Regions from separate parts of the Mus musculus genome. Here region 1 is linked to region 2. The links are chromatin contacts, called in public Hi-C maps. All regions are on one chromosome and are shown on one strand. The core of a region is the stretch at or near the end of the contact, and the rest is flanking DNA. Distances in the headings are between cores, read along the strand shown. Region 1 has its middle 46 kb from the start of Gm35148. Region 2 overlaps Car10 (carbonic anhydrase 10).

The links. Hi-C and Micro-C count contacts between places; a contact is called where the count stands out from the background.
Region 1: a Hi-C map of cortical neurons shows a contact between it and region 2, with 3 times the contacts expected there. The contact joins two enhancer-like sites. A contact is called at or near these places in 4 of 484 Hi-C or Micro-C datasets (cerebral cortex, cortical neurons and embryonic stem cells) and 1 of 9 other capture datasets (embryonic stem cells).

What each region holds. Positions count from the first base shown.
Region 1 is chr11:93,760,178-93,765,135 of GRCm38.p6, reverse strand. No RefSeq gene overlaps it. Among named protein-coding and RNA genes, the nearest start is that of Gm35148, 46 kb to the left of the region's middle. Within about 2 kb of position 1,450, at least 14 of the 459 cell types and tissues checked have an H3K27ac peak or open chromatin away from gene starts, as enhancers often do. A contact at or near this core is called in cortical neurons, where this site is marked.
Region 2 is chr11:93,578,687-93,583,476 of GRCm38.p6, reverse strand. It overlaps Car10 (carbonic anhydrase 10), which reads right to left. Exons shown (of 10, transcript NM_001361708.1): 6 at 4,716-4,790; 7 at 457-529. Among named protein-coding and RNA genes, the nearest start is that of Gm24856, 170 kb to the right of the region's middle. Within about 2 kb of position 1,951, at least 8 of the 459 cell types and tissues checked have an H3K27ac peak or open chromatin away from gene starts, as enhancers often do. A contact at or near this core is called in cortical neurons, where this site is marked.

The DNA of each region.
Region 1 (4,958 bases), core at 201-2,700, 180 kb before region 2:
GCAGGATGTCTGCATATACAGAGCGTGTGGACAATGCCCGTGTGCTCATACAGAGAGTGAAAGACACTGTTCTCAGTTGTAAAAGGAAAGATGTTCGAATTTTATGAAGAAGTCATACTTAATATGACACTGAGTGATTTTAATTTAATTTAATTTTTGAACTAGGGGGATAGAGTCTTACGTTACCAGCCTAGCCTTGAATGTGGTTGAAGATGACTTTGAACTTCTAGTCCTCCTGCCTCTACTTCCCAAGTTCTGGGATTTCAGATGGGTGTCACCACCCATCTGGTTTTTTATGTACTATTGGGGCTCGAACCTGGGGCTTCATACATGCTGAGTCATATTTATAGCCTACACGGAGCAATTAAAAATTATTTTCAAGAACTTTTATTGCGTCCATGCATTTATTTATTTTGTGAGTGCATGCACGGGAGTGTGGATGTGTGTGTGTGTGTGTGTGTGTGTGTGTGTGTGTGTGTGTGTGTGTGTGTGTATGTATGGGCACATATGCCGTGGCAAAAGTTGGTTCTCTCTTTCTACTACGTGGGTTCCAAGGAGAGAATTCAGGACATCGGCATGAACCTGATGCCAGTGTTGAAGTGGTGGGACTTGAATTCTTTTTTACCTCAACCCAAATCTAGTTTTCTCCTAGGACTTCATTGCTAATAGATTGTGTTTAGCATTCCAGATACCTCCCCATATATGCACATACATAATTCTATGGATGCTCATAGTTTTATTCTATGTCCTCTTGCTTGCCTTTTGTAGATGCATGTGATCTGTGCATGAGTTACATATAACTGGAGCTGGGTGTGGTGGTGGCTCACACTTGTAATTGGCCTTCTGGCATCTGGGACAAAAGGTGCACGTTGCAGTGCCTGGATTGATTCGTTCTTTTTAAAGGGCTACATGGTCCTCTCCCAGCACTGGTTTCTCCTACCTCTCATGCAAAGGTTCTGAATTTAAACATAGACCTATTTCTCTGTAGGCTCCCGCTGACTCTCAAGCCAGGGGTTTCCTTCTTATTCTCCAGCCTTTGCACTCAGTGCAGGTTAACTTCCTCTTGGCAATCAGACACTCTCCCTCTCCCCCTCCCCCACTCTGTCTCTCTCTCTCTCTCTCTCTCTCTCTCTCCCTTATGTAGCCCCCAATGGCGGTGAATTTGTGATTCTCTTCCCTCAGCCTCTTGGATGCTGAGATTGGAGGTACCCACTTATGTTTCATGAGAACAAACAGATTGAGACCTGTACCTTATCCCTGAGGGAGGGAAGCCTCCATGGGGAAGGCTTTGTGGTTCCCACAAAAGGCAGGTTGATCTCTGCGCCCCCCCCCCGCCCCCGCCCCCGCCCCCCCCTCCCCCCCCCCCCCCGCCCGCCTGTGCCCCTGAAATCCTGAGCGTACTTCTTATTTTGGGAGCACACCTTCAAGCTGAGCATTCTCTCTCACTTACTGCTCAGTCTACTCACAGGAAGCACTGGAGAGGGTTCACTGGAAGAAAAAAAAAAGTACTTGAGAAAGGATTTGGAAAAACATGTTTCTCATTTCAGCTGTTGAAAGAGACATGAAGGTGACAGATTCGTCCCTAGTGCATCTCTTCCGGAGGACCTCTCAGAGGTGACTTGTAACCACACCGGCCAAGGCGATGATTTATTGGTTGCAAATAATTGGAAGGTCCTTGTGAACCATGGAACGAGGGTTGTCGTGCCACCACCGGCTTCTCCACCCACATGCTAATGGAAGAGCCGCGTGGGTTTGCCTAATTGAAACAGTCAGGGTGGAAACCGCTGAAAAACCTGCTGCTTCTATTTATTCTCTGGGTTTCTATGGAGAGAGGCGTGCTCCTATAGGCGATCCTTTAAAGTAGGATGCGCGAGGAAAACAGCCCCCTGGTGGTGAGGGAGGTACCTAGGCTCCGTGGAGTTAGTGGCTGGGTTTGCAGGAGTGTCCTGTGGTTATGTGAAGGGGAGGAGAAATGGACTTTACACTCAGTGGGTTGAAGGAACAGTCGTTTTAGTTATAAAATAACAAAAGCTTACACGAATTTAAAAAAAAGAGGGCCTGTTGTACTCTATTCACGGTCTTTCTCCTCAGGAAACACTGAGGTGGCAGAATGCTAATGCAGTCCTTCTTGTTTTCCTACTGGGGTACAGGGAGGTTAGAGGGGCTGCCTGAGGGCATCAAGGAGCAAGGGCAGGAAGACAGCAGACTGGCCATCGAAGGTCCTGGTTTAATTTATTATGGGATGATCAGTTTTCGACACTTTGACTGAGCTGACAGAAATGGGAGCAGAAGTCTCATGGTCAAGGGCTTCTCTCGAAGGGTTTCAGTGTCTCATATCCCACTGTGTGACATCATGGGCATCCTAGAAAATAGCCTGTGTACTCTTCTGGGTCAAGACCTAGCATGATTTTCCTCCCTCCTTCTCTTTCTTGGTCCCCTCCCCACTCTTTTCCCATGCAGCCCATACCGGCCTCAAAGGCACTATGAAACCAATGCTACCCTTGAATACTTTAATTCTCCTGTGCCTACCTTGTGAGTGTTGGGACGAGAGGCCTGCCCATCTGTGTTCCATTTCTTTCTTAACAGAGAGGAAGGCACAGGACTATTTTTGAGATGGATTTTCACTTTGTTGCCCAAGCTGGTCTTGGACTCTTGAGCTCAAGTGATCCTCTTGACCCAGGCTTCTACATGTCGAGATTAGAGGTGTGAACCATCATGCCTGACTCCAAAATGCATCTTAAAAGGAAGCTTTTGGCTGTCCTGAGATGGAGGGAGATATCTTTGAAGTGGTGTGATACACTGTAGCCAGGGGAGGGTTTTGTTGTTGTTGTTTTTTGTTTGTTTGTTTGTTTGTTTTTTAGGACAGGAGACAAGGTCCTGTCTAGAAGACTCAGGAGAGGCGAAAGGAGCACTAATTACTAGCACAAGGCCGAGCAGGCTTGGGTGTGGTGTGGATGGAGCAAGGCAGCTCTGATGTTGTGAATGGAGAGAAGATGTGTAGACTTCACCTACAGTGTTACTGGCTGCATGGCACAGGGACAAGATCGCATTCTGGAGGGGCCAAGAGAGTGTAATAGGGTGATAGCATGTTTTAAACACGTCCTTATCATGTCTGCAATGTTCATGGTGCATCTCAGTTTGCAAAGGCTTCAGTGTTTCATTTAATTAGAGGAAGAGGAATTCCGCCACAATTATTACTTGGGAGGTTCGCGCATGTCTCTGTGCACGGTTGCATTTTGGAAGAACTCTTCGACTCTGCTCAAGTTTGGGATGTAAATCCTCCCTAATTTTTGGGTTAGCTTATGTCCTTTCTTTTTTATTTAAAAAAAAACTTTGCTTTTTCACAATTTCATATGTACATAAAATGTACATATTTTGATCATAATCCTCTCATTATCTTTTTTTTTTATTCTCTTCTCCTCTCGCTGAAATTCTATATCCCAACAAGTTTCCCTCCTACTTTGTCTTTTTTTAATCTGCTCACCGCATTTGATTAGGGCTGCCTGCATAAGCAGGGGTGAGGGGTTACTTATTTGAGCAAGGGCGACTTACTTGCGACTAGACTACTGAGAAGACAACCCACTCTTCCCCGGCCACCATTAACTTGCCTGCAGCATCTGAGGGAGGGGTAGGTTACTGTGAACCCCTCCCCATCCATGATGGGATGCTGGTTCCCCTAGACGTGTGCAGGTCGGGTACCGCTAGCCACAGCTGCTGTGAGTCTGAAAGTTTAACTAACCCCCACCCCACACCTGGAAGTCTAGCCAAAGATCTTGAAACAGAATGGTAACAGGCATTTTCCTGTAAATGGCTCTGAGAGAAGTCTACAGAGAATAATTGGGGAGCAAGGGCTGTGCTCCCTTTTGGTGAGAGTGAGTACCTGAGAATGACCCTCGAAAGGGGAAACACTAACTCTCTGGCAAAGATACTCAATGGAGAGGCATTCTCCTACTGATGGCTTCTCTCCTGTCTAACCCTACTAGCCTTTCATTTGTATCTCTTTCCTGTAGGCATTCTGTGTTTGGAAGTCATACAAACCCATAGCTATTTCTTTTAGTAAAAGGATGAAGGATTTCCTTTGGCTCATCCATTCTCCCCTTATGCTTGAGCTGTAAGATTTGGATGAAGAGTGGAGAGGGTCATATGATCATAAGTGGCCAACTAGACTCACTGAATTCTTTGGTTCTAGGGAGTGACTCACTGGTAGATATGTGACTGGGATTTTGTTAGGGCTCTAGAGAAGGGCTCTCTTTCTCTCTCTTTCTCTCTCTCTCTCCTGTGGCTTTGAAAAGACACTGGGAAAATTAGAGGTCCTCACCACCATCATCTGCTTCACTTCCATGAGGGAAAAACTTTGAGGAAGAGACCAATCAATGTCTCACAACCTAGAGAAAGAAACTAGTTTTTTAAAATTTATTTTTCTCCATGTGTTTGTTTGTTTGTTTGTTTGTTTACTTTTTTCCTGGCCCCACTTGCTCTGGCCCTAATTGCTCCAGCCATATTTTATTTCATATAGGTGGGTATACTGTAGCTGACTTCAGACACAGTAGAAGACGGCATCAGATGCTTATTACAGATGGTTGTGAGCTACCATGTGGTTGCTGGGAATTGAACTTAGGACCTCTGGAAGAGCAGTCGGGTGCTCTTAACCACTGAGCCATCTCTCCATCCCCAAACTAGTTTTTTTTTTTTTTTACGTCACCAATTGAGCCCCTGCATCAAGCTTTCCTACCGTTTCCCAGTAGGAAACAGATGTGTTTTCAGACTTTGCTGAGGGGATGTAAAAGAGTGGTCTGTTCACTCCAAACAGGGAAAGGAGATTGTTCCACTGACTCACGACAGCTATACTGCAGAGAATCCCCCCCCCCCCCCCCAGTCAAGTTTTTACCTTTATATAGTTTCGGTCATGTTCAGCTGGGGCAGGAAGGAGTGCTGATTGAAATCTCAGAGGAAGGTCT
Region 2 (4,790 bases), core at 702-3,201:
AGAATGAAGGAAGATGCCACCCAACCTCCTCCTGGAAGGAGATAAGACTTGGTTCAGGTGTGGTTCTGAAAAGGTCACATTGGGTCCAGAGTACCTGGTGGATTTTGTTTTTCATCATATAGTTGGCAAAAATCCCAACGACGGACAGCTGACACAGTAGAGTGAGTCAGCCGGTAGAATACCCCAGCTCATTACCAACCCACAGGCTAACGATGACCACATCATCATAATTGTTATTGCCTTAGACAGGCGTGGATGACAAAGACACTCTGGGGACTTATGCTTAAAATGGGCTGCTTCTCAGCTAGCTCTGACTCTCCAGAGTGACTTTCTACAGAATTAAAGGATCATGAAGCAGAAAGGGGCCCACAGAGCTCATCTGTTCTGGCTTCTTGCCTTCTGACAGGACTAACCTTTGTAGAATAGATGCTGTAAAGAAAATTGAACCAAACTTACTTTTATATGTTATTCTTGTGATAGTATCTCTGTTGAGCATTCGATTAAGAAATGGGTTTGATGAATCAGAAACCTATAAGAGAAGAGAAAGTGTTAATGACTGGGTGTCAATCTCCCAGGGCAAATATTATGCATTATTTCATTCCTTCATATTGATGGCTTGCCATGGGTCCAAATGTGATGGCTAGAAATTCAGAGATCAGAGACACACATTCTACTCTGTAAGGACACCTCATCTTGAGATGGAAGAGAGGCAGGCAAACATATTGTCCTCATGTAGATTAAGGAGTGCTCTGATAGAGTCCTCATGGAGAGACTGCTCTCTGTCTGGGGAGTCAGGGGAGTCAAAGTCTGAGTTGGTTTGGAAGGATGGGTGGCAGCTACAGTATTTTAATGCTAGAATATGAGAAAGGAGGAAAGTCAAGGAGACAAGAAAAAAATCCTTGCTGAGGACCTGTTCAGAAGAGGCAGATGCGCATACAAATAGCTAGTGGAGTTGAAGGCTTTGGGAAAGGCAGGATGGGAGGCTAGCCCATGCTAGGCTTTGAATGTCAAGCTAGGATATATTTAATCCTCAGGAATGGGGAACCATTCAAAGGGTTTTGAGCAGGGAATATGGAATGAAATGCCAGGAGAGGATCATGTGTCTAAGTAGAGAGAATATCTGGAATAGGGGTGCCAGAAGAGGGAGGAAAAAAGAGAACCTTGTAGTTCTACTGCTCATTAGCATATGAATATATTATAAACCCCAACATCCAATCTTTCTTCCATCTACCCACCCACCCACCCATCTATCCTAGAAATATTTATCAAGTCCCTATAATGGGCAAAAACATTGTATTAGAGATGAATTTCCATTTCTGTACTTATGCTCTTCCATGTCCAGATTCTTCTTCTGGGAGAAGCAGCTGAGTGACAAGCAGGTAAGGATCAGAGAATCACCCTTTATAGGACCACCCTTTATAAGACCACTCTACAGGCAGCCTCCTGTAGCTGTGGAATTTCCTTAACAACGCCCCTTTTACTCAGTCTTTTCTCAGGACCACTGTTTATCTTAGTCATTTCTCTCCTACCTTGCTTAGTGAGGCTCTGCAATTTACATCTCAGCTGCTAATCAGATGCTGTGACACATCAACATTTTAAATCTGATTTATTCCGAGGGTTGGGGGGAAAAACAATCACAGCAGATGAACATCGCTATTAGATAAGCAACAGGTACCTTTAGTTTGGAGGAAGCACAGACTGTTTATTTTGCTTCCAGCTGTCTTTCTTCTTACAGGGTTTCCTGGGTGTGTTGTTGTGACTGACAGGTGCTGGGGAATGAGGGTGCTCAGTGGAGGTAAAAACCCCACCTCCGATGGGGAAAAAGCCCCAAGTCAAGCATTGCTGTTCCCTGGAAACATGCATGCCAAATTCAGCTTCTGTTGTGACATACTCTTGAGCATTCAAAGGATAGCTCTCAGAGCCTTCTGTTTGTGCTGTGTACTGTGTGATAGCAGGAGGGGCCATGAACGTGTCTGGCAGAGCAGGAATCTGCAACAGCTCTTAATTGCTGGGGGTGCCGGGCTCCTGGTACCTGGCAAGCTAGACAATAAATACTAGGGTTGCGACCAGCCCCCATTTGGATCTGGTTAGAGATTATTGAGATATTTCCAAAGTGCACACAGATGATTTGTGGGCACAAGTGTGCTGGCCGTGTGGGTGAGAGGATAGAATATGTACTTAATCTAAGTGAGAATAAGTTGGAAGTTAATGGTGTGTGAGATCAAACAGCTATTACAGCCAATCTCAGCTCCCTGTGGTCATGGGAGGAAGTGTGTGTGTGTGTGTGTGTGTGTGTGTGTGTGTGTGTGTGTGTGTGTGTGTGGTGTGTGTGTGTGTGTGTGTGTGTGTGTGTGGTGTGTGTGTGTGTGTGTGTGTGTGTGTGTGTGTGTATGTGCGTGTGCTTGCATGCATACATGCACACATGTGCGCCTCGATGAATGTGTAGTGCTCAGAGGCTAAGTTGTAGGAGTCAGTTCTCTCTTTTCACCCAAGTCCCTGGAATTGAACTCAGATCATCAGGGTTGTTAACAAGTACCCTTAACTGCCGATCCATCTCCTTTTACCCCCAAACCCTCGGGCATCTTTGGTTCAGCATTTGGTCAGGGTGACATTTGCTCAGGTGAACCACTCGCATGTGAGGACTTCAGCTCCAGGGAGCTGGAAGCGGGAGGCAGGGGCATCAGAAATGGGGCTGGTGAGTACCAGACGCTGCATACCCTTAGAGACTAAGGATTCAGTTCATCTCATTTCTGGGTACCCGTGTCTAGCAGATGGTGGACCTCTGTCCCATGCTCACTTGGAGTTTGGAGAGGAATTAATGACAAGTCAGAGGTCACTCTGGAGCTGGAAGCCTGGGAGTTGACTTTGTAGAAAGAAGAGAGGCTCAAGGAAAGAATGGAAAACTCTCCGGGGTCTAAACTGGCCTGAGAAGATTCAGGAGCTGACTCCTGTCATTTATTGGCCTAAGGATTTAGTATAGGTCCTTTCAACAAATTACGGGAGAGCAACCTGGGCCTGCAAGCCTGACTGTTGGTTGGGATCTCAGCATAGTGCGGATTTCTGCGTGAGCCCATGGAACACCGGCAGTTTGCACTGGAGGAAGTTGGTTGCTGGTCACTTCATCAGTCACTGTCAGCCGTTACACGCTTGAGCTTCTAGGACGACATTTACTGACTTAGAAACTTTAAGCAAAGGGGAGCAAAGTCAGGGACTGAAACTGAGATGCTCTTCAAGGGACAAGCAGCATTGGGAAAGGCAGGTTGGCCTCTGGATATCACTCATGGAAGGCTTGGCATGTAGAAAACCACAGGAAGAGGTGACTCCTGGTCACATGACAATATGCAACATACCCTTAGGCTTGTGGACCATGATTGCATGGATTGGTTGTATGTGTCATAACTGGGACCAGAGTAAGAATTTGCTCCAGGCTTGTGGGTACCAGTGGGGCATGGCTGGGGGTGTGTGGTTGTTTGAGTGGCACCTTCTCTCTTCTCATCCTCAGTTCCCTTTTCAGCTCTGTTGAGTTGACACACAATGGGAATACACTAATGAGCACTAAAGCCAGGCAAGACTTGGGGTGTCTTTCCTGCCTGAGCTATTACAAGCTCCATGAATTTGGCCTGGCTCAGATGAAGGTTAGGAAGTTAGCAGGAGGCATGGCAGCTGGGAAGATGGCCAATACCTGTTGCACAAAGTCTGCTTTGGCAGGGGGTGGGATGGAATGGGAGATAGTGTGTGTGGGCGCTATTGCTTAAGGGGTCCCCAGAGACTCCCATTATTCCAGGGGCTCTGTTAAAACTCCTTGATGATGAATGCTAAATTTCTACTAAAATTCTTCATCACAGTCCAAGTTCTGGTTAGTCTAATTTTCTTTAATGATTTGTACACAACCCTCTCTAGCAGCCCGTATAGTGCGGTACATTAATTAGCCTTTGTAACTAACATAGTCTACTGAAAAATTTCTTTTTTTATTTTTTACAATTGGAAAGGGAATCTTACTTTTTCATTAAAAAATGGGCATATCTGCATTATTTTACATCTGCCAAAATATCAAAGGTAATTAAAGAACGAAATCAGAATTTGTTCACTTGGACATTTCATATTGTTTTTGCCTACTGGATATCTGGGGAGCATGGCTGAAAATCATACATTCAAAATGGGGATTTTCGTCTTAATTCTAACTGCCAGGATTATGAATCAGCCTTTGAGTGGGAAAGGAAGATGAAGTTTTCAGCTGCTGTGGGGAAGCCCGAGGTATAGTGCAGGGCCTACCTGGGAGGATCAACCCACTCTTCTTATTCTCCGGGTGTCAGCAAGTGACGGACCGTCCTTCAGTCCTAGAGGGTATCGGCTCTCCAGCTCTTCTGCTACTGTCCCCTTGTTCCACACTAGCAGGTGGGGCCTAAAGCCTGTCCCTGAAAATCGCAGTTGCTTTCTCTCTAGGATGGAGGCTCCCCAAACCTTCAGCTCCCAAAGCTCTGAAATGGAACCTGTCCCTTCTGCACCTCACTTCCAGAGCTCCGAATCTTTTATGAATCTCATGGTTATAAAAGTCCTAAGACCCCAACGTTACTGCAGGCATGGGTATGAATTGACATTACTTCTTTAACTTTTTAAAATTACAACAGAGACTGTAGAATGATGCTCTGGTTGGTATTGGGGGGGGGGCGCGGGAGGGGGTGGCAAGCAGAGTACAGGAATCATGCAAGACTTACTTTTATAAATATAGAAACTACCACCAATCCATTCGGGCTCTTCGCAGCTTCTGTGACATTTGTGTATAGCTCGTG